Linked DNA regions of Gossypium hirsutum: all the other regions are linked to region 4. A link is a contact called in public Hi-C data. All regions are on one chromosome and are shown on one strand. The core of a region is the stretch at or near the end of the contact, and the rest is flanking DNA. Distances in the headings are between cores, read along the strand shown.

The links. A called contact is a pair of places that touch in the nucleus more often than the background predicts.
Region 1: a Hi-C map of leaf shows a contact between it and region 4, with 1.8 times the contacts expected there. The contact joins the promoter of LOC107938012 here to the promoter of LOC107937897 in region 4. A contact is called at or near these places in 2 of 34 Hi-C or Micro-C datasets (callus and leaf).
Region 2: a Hi-C map of leaf shows a contact between it and region 4, with 2.6 times the contacts expected there. The contact joins the promoter of LOC107931817 here to the promoter of LOC107937897 in region 4. A contact is called at or near these places in 4 of 34 Hi-C or Micro-C datasets (all in leaf).
Region 3: a Hi-C map of leaf shows a contact between it and region 4, with 2.8 times the contacts expected there. The contact joins the enhancer-like site here to the promoter of LOC107937897 in region 4. A contact is called at or near these places in 2 of 34 Hi-C or Micro-C datasets (both in leaf).

The regions. Positions count from the first base shown.
Region 1 is chrA12:3,220,492-3,223,191 of Gossypium_hirsutum_v2.1, forward strand. LOC107938012 (thioredoxin M3, chloroplastic) reads right to left here and starts at 1,348. Exons shown (of 2, transcript XM_016871039.2): 1 at 1,021-1,348. The coding sequence starts at 1,210. It overlaps LOC107938005 (methylcrotonoyl-CoA carboxylase beta chain, mitochondrial), which reads right to left. Exons shown (of 10, transcript XM_016871028.2): 9 at 2,375-2,431; 10 at 1,862-2,261. The coding sequence ends at 2,058.
Region 2 is chrA12:3,642,987-3,645,686 of Gossypium_hirsutum_v2.1, forward strand. It overlaps LOC107931817, which reads right to left and starts at 1,269. Exons shown (of 4, transcript XM_016863775.2): 1 at 896-1,269. The coding sequence starts at 1,006. It overlaps LOC107931811 (methylesterase 3), which reads right to left. Exons shown (of 3, transcript XM_016863751.2): 3 at 2,505-2,700. The coding sequence ends at 2,620.
Region 3 is chrA12:3,573,872-3,576,571 of Gossypium_hirsutum_v2.1, forward strand. It overlaps the pseudogene LOC107931856. Among protein-coding and RNA genes, the nearest start is that of LOC107931867, 20 kb to the left of the region's middle. Within about 2 kb of position 1,345, at least 1 of the 9 cell types and tissues checked has an H3K27ac peak or open chromatin away from gene starts, as enhancers often do. A contact at or near this core is called in leaf, where this site is marked.
Region 4 is chrA12:3,444,698-3,447,397 of Gossypium_hirsutum_v2.1, forward strand. It overlaps LOC107937897 (polyadenylate-binding protein RBP47B), which reads left to right and starts at 1,275. Exons shown (of 6, transcript XM_016870901.2): 1 at 1,275-2,007. The coding sequence starts at 1,639.

The sequences.
Region 1 (2,700 bases), core at 98-2,597, 220 kb before region 4:
TTAATATCTAATTATAAGGTTACAAGGAGAACTGACCATCTCACCTTTTCCAAAATTCTCTCTTCTATGTGGTGTATTATTTCAAACTTAAAAACATAGCAGGATGTTGGACATCGCAATGATAATTTTTTTAACTGGTAGATCGTATCCATTTTAGCAAAGGAATCACCTCTGGAAACTTCAAAGAGCTCGCATATAGTTTATCTTCACAGCATGTGAAAAAATTACCCTCGGGTCTAATCTACCAGGATACAGAGCAACAAATCTTCACGGAATTGGTTCGGACTTTGGATCTACACATAGCTGTGTTGCATACAATCAGTATATTTGTAGATCCAGTATCAGATTCATCCAGCTAAAGTCATAAAGAGACAAAAAAAATTCCAAATACCCACCTACTAATTACTATGAAATTAATCCGAAAATTCCCTCATATTATGGAGCTATTTTTTACTCTTTCTTTTTCCTCCGTGAATGTCTTGTTCATGGAGCTGTTCAGGGAAGGAAATTAATGATCGAGCTTTTTTGTGAAAAGCTTTAGGAAAGTATCAGTGAAAGGCCTTTGTTTGCTGTTATAAATTCCGCCAACTTTACACATCTTTAATTAGCATCTTATTTCCAAATAAAAAACACCAAACATAGGGAAAAGTGAGTGATCTACGATGCTCACAGTTGTAAATCAAGGCTTCATTGAAGGTTGAAAACCAACATTTTAACACTTGATTGAAATCACCAAATCTTCTAAGTCAAACAATTTCCTAGTTTTGTGGCTAGTAATTACAACTGGGATCAAGTGAATATTTGAACAAAGACGCACTCTGATTGCATTAAGCTAGATTTGTAACATTTTGCCTCTAGTGTTTTCTTTCTTCAAGTTTCTGGGCAACCAATAATCAAGCATCACGGGATACGCCACCATTCAACAAAAATGGAATAATATATCCAGTAGTATGGTAAGTGGTAGAATCAGATCAAAGAAATACCCACCAATTCAAAAAGTAGAGAGGAGAAAGAGAATACCTTTGGGTGCACGAGCAGAAAGGACCTTAGGAGAGAGAGGAGGGGCATTACGAAGCTTGAAGGACCCATTTTTCAAAGGAAAGAAGAAGGTTGAAGAGTTGAGGTTAAAGGGGAAGTGAGAAGAAATGGGGCGGGGAGGAAGGCTGCTGGAAGCAAAATAAGACGGAGTAATCGAAGCAGAAGAAGCCATTACTGAAGTAAGAAAGAAAGAGGAATCTGTTTGGTTCGGTTTGGTTCAGGCAGAATTGCTTACTGTTTTTTTTCCGTATCAGCAGGCGCTCACCATAAAACAAAGGAAATGAATTGAATTGACAACAAGAGATGCTGAGATTACTAAATAAATATCACGTTTTCTTTCTGTTCTGTTGATTTTTCGATCTCAGACAAAAAAAAAAGGTGGGCCCCTATTAAGTCTGGTTTGTTAGGTGGCTCTGAGGATGGGCATGGGCCCAATAAGCCCCTTTCCCTAATTGGATTCAGCCACTCCCAATCACAACAACTCCACATGCACTCACTCAGTCTCACACTTTGAGATTAAATGAAACTCCTAATCTATTATGGTTCCATTCACTAGTGGAGCTGAATTCGACTACCTTAATGTTGGCATGAACCAACCGATTACTTGGTTAATCCTGGATTAAGCTTATGGAAACCGCTTGTCCTTGACCAAAAGGCCTCAAGGTGTGAGTATCCGAAGATTTGAGTTTTTAGAACGATCATAAAATAAACATGACGATGCCAGCGTGTTTCCGGTGGCTAATATTTGAATAACAAGGTGGCACATTGCAAAGAAAACCTGAACCTAGTGAGCTAATACGGGCTTATGGTACCACAAGCATCATGAATATAAACTTGACATGTTGACCTCAATCAAAGACACCGAAACCTTACAACAGGACTTTTACATTTGAAACAAGGAATTATTGATCATGACATGCATTGCATTATTATACAGATTTTTTATTGCATAGTCTTCCTGTTTCCCATATTTTCTTTTCAGGTTAGAAGAGTACGGATTGACAAGTTAATGATTCCATTTACATTCGGAAAACACCATATTTGGTATCTTCTAATGGGCGATTCATGGAAGCAGAGATGCAAAGCCCCACAATTTTCCTGGTATCAGCAGGATCTATAATACCATCATCCCAGAGCCTAGCTGTTGAGTAGTACGGATTCCCCTCTCTCTCATATGCCTCCATAACCTTAGCCTTGAACTTCTCTTCTTCCTCACTTGTCCACTATAGTACCAAAATGTGCAAGCACAGAGAAATAAGCATACGAATATAAGCACTTTGCGATGCAATAGAAGAAAAACAAACATTCACTCTTCAATAAGAAACTAAAAGCTTACCTGAATTCCTTGCCTTTTCTTGTTGGCCCCTTCAATTTGAGACAGCACTCCAGCAGCCTAATTGTTTCCGGAATAGTTCAGTAATCAGCCAAAACTCCAAAAGTTCCAAGTAAACAAAACTGACAAGATAGTCAACAGATGTCTGCATAACTATTAAAATGTCTGGCTACCTAAAGCAGAATGGAGGATGGACGATTGTGGAGTTTATAATAATTTCAATGCAGCACATCAATTCATGTTTCAGTAGATAACGACAAACAATCCCACTTATTTAGAAGGCAAGTAAGCTGCAAGCATGATGAAATTTCATGATATATTGTACACAA
Region 2 (2,700 bases), core at 19-2,518, 200 kb after region 4:
AGCAACCATTGAACTTTAACAAAAAAACATCATTATTCCATGTGTCAAAATTAAATTGATAAAGTTGAATCCAGCATGAAGATTATTGGCCAAAGATAATCTTGTCCAGGAGAGATAGGATACAAGAATTAAAGCAGACATTCAAATGGGCAGTTTATTTTTAAAAGAACAGTACCTGCTTCTTACTATAGATTGTAGAACCAAAATTTTAAGCAAAGTCACCAAACAAATCCAGTAAAAAGAAATTCATATACCAATAAGTAATCATACCTCAAAGCAGAAACAAAAACATAGCACTATCACAAGGAAAATTTAAAGTGATAGGCGAAACAATTCAAGAACTGGAATACTTCTGTTATTTGAACAAAATAAAACATGTGCAAATGCAATAAACATATAACTTCCCATGCTCCTTTTGACAAACAAAGAACCCTAAAACAACCTATCAATTTAAAAGCTGTTAGCATCCGGTACCTTCATACTTTACAATGAACATAGTTAGGTAAGACACAACTCGCCCGGCCAAAGCTCAATACAAGCGGAATAACTTGAAGCACTAGCTAGAGCCATAGCTATTTTGGCAAGTATTACGACTAGTCGATATACAAAGTAATATGGGAATAAAGCTAGCTAGTTGAGCGAATGAACGTGAAGCAGCTGTAGAATATTGGATACAAGAAGACGCGTGATTTCACAAGTAAATGATGATGCATTCAATAAGATTATGCAATTCAAGAACCATTTCTAATATCTAATTTTACCCTAGACTGAGAAAGACACAGGACAAAAGCTCACAAAAAAAAAGGTCAACCCAATTAAAAGCAGGTATAAAACCCAATACTCAGTATGGAATTAATTGGTAACCAACCCAAAAGGAGAAAGAGAAAAGCTTTACCTTGAGCTTATGAAGAAAAGGGGAATGAATTTTTAGATAGGTTTTAGGGAAGCCATGGAAATGGGTAGAAGCAGATAACAAGTGAGAAGAACATGCAGCGATTGTTGCCATTTTCGATAATCACAAAGACCCTTTCTAGAGATTAATGAGTAAATGTTTTGCAGAGGGGAAATTTTTTTATGAAGGGCACAAAATCGCCATTGTTGCAGATATAGTGGGAGAATGGGTGTGGGAGGGATAAGATTGTATCTTTTGATAGTTGGGGCTTTGGGACTCTTCTCTTTACTTGGAGCTTATAGAGGAGAAAGAAACGTTCGTGTAGATGGAGGGTTTATAGGTAGAGCCAGGCTATGCTACTAGCGTGACTATTTTACGCATGGGTGAATCTATCTTTGAACGGTTTATGATATGCAAGTTCAAAAGCTGTGTTACTCAAAGCGGAACTGTATTCTATTTTATTTAATATATAATTATTTTAATTTTTTATTATGTAAATATTAAAAATATGAGTAAACTATACTTTAAAATAAGGTTTGTTTGGTCTTTCTAAATTTTTTCTCAATTTGATTATTCTAATTTAAATAATTATCCGAATCAATAATTATCGCTAAAAATTATGTTAATTCACTAACAAATTGCTGACATAACACATGAGCTCATAGGGTGATTGACAGGTGAATTTTTTTTTTTACAAAGTTAAGGACCTCTATAATTAACCCAAAATACTTTTTTTTTTTACTTTTGATTTCTATAATATGCTACAAGTCCTTCTACTATTTGAATAATTGAAATTTAGTTTCTATATTTTTACTTCTAAGGAATTTAGTCTCTCTACTTTTCATATTTCCAAATTTAGATCCAACTACTAATGTTGTTAAATTTTTTTATTAAATTTGTTGGTGTGGCATTTTGAAATTAAAGAAAAATAGAGTGAACAAAGTATGGCAAACAGTATTTTAAAGTGATCGTGGGTGTAGTTTACCCATTTTATATTTAAAATGATGAAAATAATTTAAAAGTTGTTGAAAATTATTGTTTTTTTTAATATTTACGAAAAAAAGTTAAAATTTTGTCAAATAATATTTAAAAATCATAAAACAAAACTCATTTTATCAAAATAAATTTAAAAATTCAAAACAAAAAAATAATATGAAAAAATCGAAAATCAAACCGAGTTAAACCGGATTATAATGAAAAGTTTAAGAAATTCAAAAGAAACTCGATCGAACCGAACTAATATCACCCTTGCGACTTTGAATGGGACATGATTTAAGTTTTTAAAAAAATATTTTTATAAAATAATAGTAGTATTTTAGGGGAACTTATATATTGATGTTGCTTTTTAAAAAAAAAATTAAAGATAACATTGAAAATTAATTACAAACCTATGTTGGTTTGCAATCCCACTAAATCACTTGTTGAATAAGTGATTAATTAAAAAGATGTGTTCATTCAAGAACCTAAATCGGCTACTACTAGTTAACTTATTAATCACGTCACAGTGTACGAATGTCGAGTAAAGAATTAGTAAAAAATATTATAAATTAAAGTGACTTGACTGCAAATGTGAAAGGTCAGTTGTACTATTTTAAATGTTACAATAGAACAGTTTAAGTATTTTATTGATTGAACCAATGACATTAAAATCTTATAATAAAAATATTATAAATAGATTATATCTTTTTAGCGTTGACTGTATTATCAGAGTCTCAAATTGAATGACTTTAGTATTTAGCTAAGCATAATAGCAGATTAGAAAGTTGGAAAGGCTTGGACATCATCACCATATGATCGGACCCTTTGAC
Region 3 (2,700 bases), core at 95-2,594, 130 kb after region 4:
ATAAGCTTTCCATCCTTCCCATTGCATGTATTCCAATTATGATTCGGGTGTTTGGATGGACCCGATGACCGCTCGGAAGAAAGTCCTGCTTTGTACATGTTCGGAATTCGAACGGAATCGGTGGATGTAGTCTTAGGGTTTCGCACAACGCTGCATGAAGATATGTTAGTTTACTCAACTCGTCGTAGTTGGATGGTATTTGCAAGCCCCCCTCTACTTGTTTCATTGATAAGTGTCTCTTTATTTCATCTCTGATCTTGTTTTCAACCATGGGTGCCTTGGAGATGAGATAGAAGAACCAAGTGAGAGTTAAACTGTAAGTATCATCACTGGCAAACAAAAATGTACAAGGTTGTCTCTTATAAGACTGTGTTTTGGTGTTGGGCCTGTTATCTCATGTCCTGTCAGGTAACAGTTCAAGAAATTGAAATCATTCTCTTCATTTGAGCCTGAGGATGCCACTGATTTCTTGGATTTGTGGCGTTGGGTCGATATAAATTGTGTTAAAAGATCATCGAAAGCCTTCCAAGCATCACTCCGTTTCTTCTCTTTCCCAATCTGAAGCCAACTCTGCAACTTCCAAAGACTGTCAGGCATTACATATCTGTAAAAAGCTGCCTCCAAAGTATCACTCATGGCTTTGTGGAATCGATTCTCAGGGAATTCAATGGAGAGCAGCCCAGGGTTGAAGCCCACGCCCGTTATGCAACCAATGTCAAACGCATGCCTTACCAACAAATCTTGCAAGTTCACCACCATCTCTCGTCCAGAAACATATTCAAGAACTTTAACAAGCGCTTCCTCTATACGTTGATGGAGAACCTTTGAAAGTGATTGCCGGAACTGAGGGTGATTCAAGAAAGCATGGAAAACTCTGCGGTGACGTTTCCATGCCTCACCGTCGGAATTGAAAAGTGCTTCGCCGAAGATATCAAACTGCTTCAGCCATTCAGGACCTTTCAAATAAACAGAACTGTTGGAGCTCAATATATAACGCACATTCTCAGGATCCGAGGTGGCTAAGAAGCTAGTATTAGTAAACCAAAGTCCTGTATAAAAGAAGGTGCCATTGCTTCGTCTGAGGATTTGGGCAACTTTGTCGTGAGGGCGATGGATGTTGAGAAGTAACATGGGAATCATCCCAACAAGTGGCCAGTTTCGAGGGAGGCCATTGTTGTCTATGAAACGATAGAGAAAACAAAGAAAAATTATTCCAAAAACCATAAATCCAAGATATACAAACAGTACTGCCATCATGTTCTTAGAAAGAGTTTAAGTTGCTTAGGACATATACTCAGTCACCTGTCGGGACACTATATATAGATTTGGCATTTAGCCTTTGTCTTCTTCTCTACAAGTCACAATCAGAACAGCTTATATTGACTTCGAAATGAGAAATTCCCATTTATATCATATTGTCAAAGTAGCCATGATATTACTTACCCAAAATGGTATATATTATGAATATCAATATCATGCTTTTATGAAACACGGAAATATTTACTAGGGAAGAACATACCAATGTGGGAAACCATAAAGTTCAACGAAAATTTTAATTAAAAAATTTCAGTTAAAATGAAAAAATACGTAAGATTTATATATAATTCGTTTTCAATATAATTTTAGATAATTATTTTATATAAATACAATATCTCATAAAGTGTTATAATTTTGAGATTAAAATCACTCCAATTAAAAAATTTTTGTATCACCCTTGACCTAACTTGGGACTTTCGACAAGATCAAAAGCGTTACATTCAATCATCGAGGTGATCTTGTAAGAACATTCTTTTTACTTGAGTTGATTTATGTGAAAATCATTTTCTTTTTGTTTTTAGGAAAAACATTCATTAATTTAAATCAGCTTTACTTATCAATTCAATTACAATATTGTTGAGGTGTAATTTTGAAAAAAAATTAGATTTTAAAGAGTTTTTATCAAAACATTTAAGTATTTATAAAGCAACATAAAATATTTAAAAGTAATGATTTTCTAAATCGAAAAGCATGCAAATATAAAATTTTTTTACCAGATATCATGCTTTAAAATAAATAAGTTAAACAATTTCAAACCTCCATTATAAAAGCAAAAAAATACTTAATAATTTCAATCCCAAAATTAAATAATTAAAGATAGCTTTAATAAAATCTTTTACTATAACGATAACGGAAAATGAGTTACTAGTTTGAGCCTCTCCTATGCCATTCTGAGTTTTAATTTTCTGTGCTACCTGAGAGGTAAGAAAAAGGGGGAATGAGCTTACAACAGCTCAACGTGAGACTAATCTTAAACCATTATATATAATCATACAAACAGTAAAGTATTTAATTTATAGCGTAAATAATAATTTAAGCATAATATAAGGAACAAATATTAAATCAATGTATATGCAGAATATATTTATGATGTAATGTGTCGAAACCATTTTTTAAAGGGTTGTTTGAAAAATGAGGATCGACTTTTGAAAAACGAAAACGGTAGTCGCCACCAACCTTTTTAGGTGTGATTGGATCACCTTATAAAACGTTTTGGTCTACGAAAATTAAGAAAATAGGTTCGGGAGTCGGTTACGTACGAGGAAGGATTAACACCCTCGCAACGCCCAAAATTGGTACCAAATTGAATAGTTTTCTGTCTTAATGTAAAAAATTTGAAAGGATTTAAAAATAGGATTCCTTTTTTAAAATCAGAATTATTTA
Region 4 (2,700 bases), core at 25-2,524:
TGCGCTTTAATCTTCTGTTTCAACGTCTAATCTCAAGTTATATAAATCTATTGCTGTACTCTGATGCATAGTCTATGGTGGGGGTTAATGCACTATTTATCCTTAAAGTTGCACTTAATTATCACTTTGGTACCTTAAGATTTTTTATATCAATTTCTAACCATGTATCAATATTTATACCTAGTTCTATTTTCATAATTCATACAATGCTAATAAGAAGATACCATTTACCTACTTATTTAAGTTAAGGTTCCATTATTGTGAGTGACGTCATGCCATGTGTAAGTCACGCATCTAACATACCAACTTTCGGCCTACTATCATGAGAGCACAAATTTTCAATATACCAAAATACACAAGTCATTTATGTTATAAGTGAATGAATCTATAAATATATTTAAGATAAATTCAATTTGAGTCCAATATAATGTATTATCAATTCAAACAATCACATTTATGTTTCTATTTTTTAGAGCAAATCTGTTACGATAAGCAAGACAAGTTAATACCCCAATTGGACTTATACACGGCATAATAGTCCCCTATTATTTTAATTATTTGCTTAATCTGATTTTACGGACTATGGGTAATTCAGACGACATATGAGTTGTCTTTTTACATTATAATCCATTCATATAATGCAACTTATTATTAATTAAACCTTAGGTGATCAAGGAGCTTATATTTACTTATATATTTTGCTGTTAATGCTAAAATCATTCAAGACAAACATATAACGATCAATTAAATGAGCATGTGGTAATTTTATTATTTTAATCAATTTAAAAATTACTACATTAAGGGTACTATTTCAAACAGTATTTCTTATTTCTTATGATCGTATACATATGATTATTTGAAATTATTTAAAACAAAAAAAAAATTGTAGGATATTATTGCAATGATGATGTGATATGTATGTAACTAACATATTATATGGAAAGAAGTATGTGCATTAAATCACATACAACACTTATAACTCACATTTGTAATTTAAATTAATTACTATAATAGAAATAAAATAATCTATTAATTCAATTATTTGATCAACGTATCGAATTAAAAAACCTTTTATAAATTGATGATGATGAACTTACCAAAGTTACACATAAAATAAATTCATCAAATAAAAGATGTTAAAAATAGAAATAAAAAACATTAAAAATGGGTTTGTCATATTGAAATTACAATGATTAAAAAAAAAAAAAAGGTTGGAAAGTTCCTAAATTCTAATTCTACAAGTTGCAACAAAGCAGCTAAATTAGTGATGCATTATCTGTAAATCTAAAACATGACCTACTAGGGGAATGGCGGTTGGAGGCCAGGTCAGCATGGTAAGATATCCCCACACGACCATCAGGTGGGTCCCTGTCTAAAACTCACGGGCCGGCAACAAACAAAACACGTAAACAACCACCATCGCTGTACCCGAGGCCGAGGCCCTTCCTTCTCGCTATTTACCCCTTCAACTCAGATCCACCGCCACCCTTTATAACCTTACATTCCCTTCTACAGCACCCCCCCTCTCTCTCTGCTTTTCTTTCTCTCGTTTGGCCATTAAGGGGAGAGAAAGAGAGAGAGGAAGGAAAGAAGAACACCCAGAGCCTCAGATCAGCTTGTTTATCTACATTATCAAAGATGCAGTCAAGTTCAACCAACGCTCCTGATCTCAACTCAAAACAACAACAACAACCGCCAGCGCAACAAACCAGACAACAACAACAACAACATCCACAATGGGTGCCTAACCAGTGGATGGGAGCCATGCAATACCCGGCGGCTGCTATGGTCATGATGCAGCAGCAGATGATGATGTACCCTCACCATCATTATATGGCTTACAATAATCATCATTACCATTATCAACAATACCAACAGCAGCAGCAGCATCAACAAAAACAGCAACAAGGGTGTAATTCGGATGAGGTTAAAACGATCTGGGTTGGTGACCTTGTTCATTGGATGGACGAAACTTATCTCCACGGTTGCTTCTCTCATACTGGCGAGGTAAAAGTAAATACAATAGTGTGGTTATAGCATGAAATTGATAGATGCATGTCTTGTCATGAATCTTATACTAGATTTTTTTTTGTTTTATGTTTTGAGGAATCTGTTGGTTTTAGTACTTTGCTGCCTTTTTTGGTTGTGGAGTTTAAGGAGAAGTTAAGGTTTGAGGTTTTTTGCTAATATAAGGAATGCTAAGTTTGTGGTTTCTGTTTTTAATGTAATTACAGTAATTTATTTAGAAAATAATCTGCGTTTATGGCTTAAAACTTTTTGCCCAGAACATTAAAGCTGATTAATTTAAAGACAGGGATTGTTTTTAATTGAAGCTGAACAGATGAATAGACTATATAGTTGATTGCCATTATAAAATAAAATGGATAATTGCCAAAAGACAATTTAAGCTGTGTTGTAGCTGCCTGGATGATTAGCTTTTGGTTAAAAGCAGTTTACATCTTGTTTCGTAAACATGGAAATTTAATTATAAGAAAAAAGTCCTCTTATTTCACATCCAAAGCTTTGCTGCTGATGCTTTCAAGAAAAAGAACAAGCTTTGCAGCAGTAGCAATCTTAGGTTGTTATAAAACTAGACATGTAATGACTTTTTATATTGGGTATTAATTAGGGGAGATAGGCTGGATTACGAAATCAATTATGCTTAAAATTCATTTTCCCCTGCTACATGGACTCCTCCAA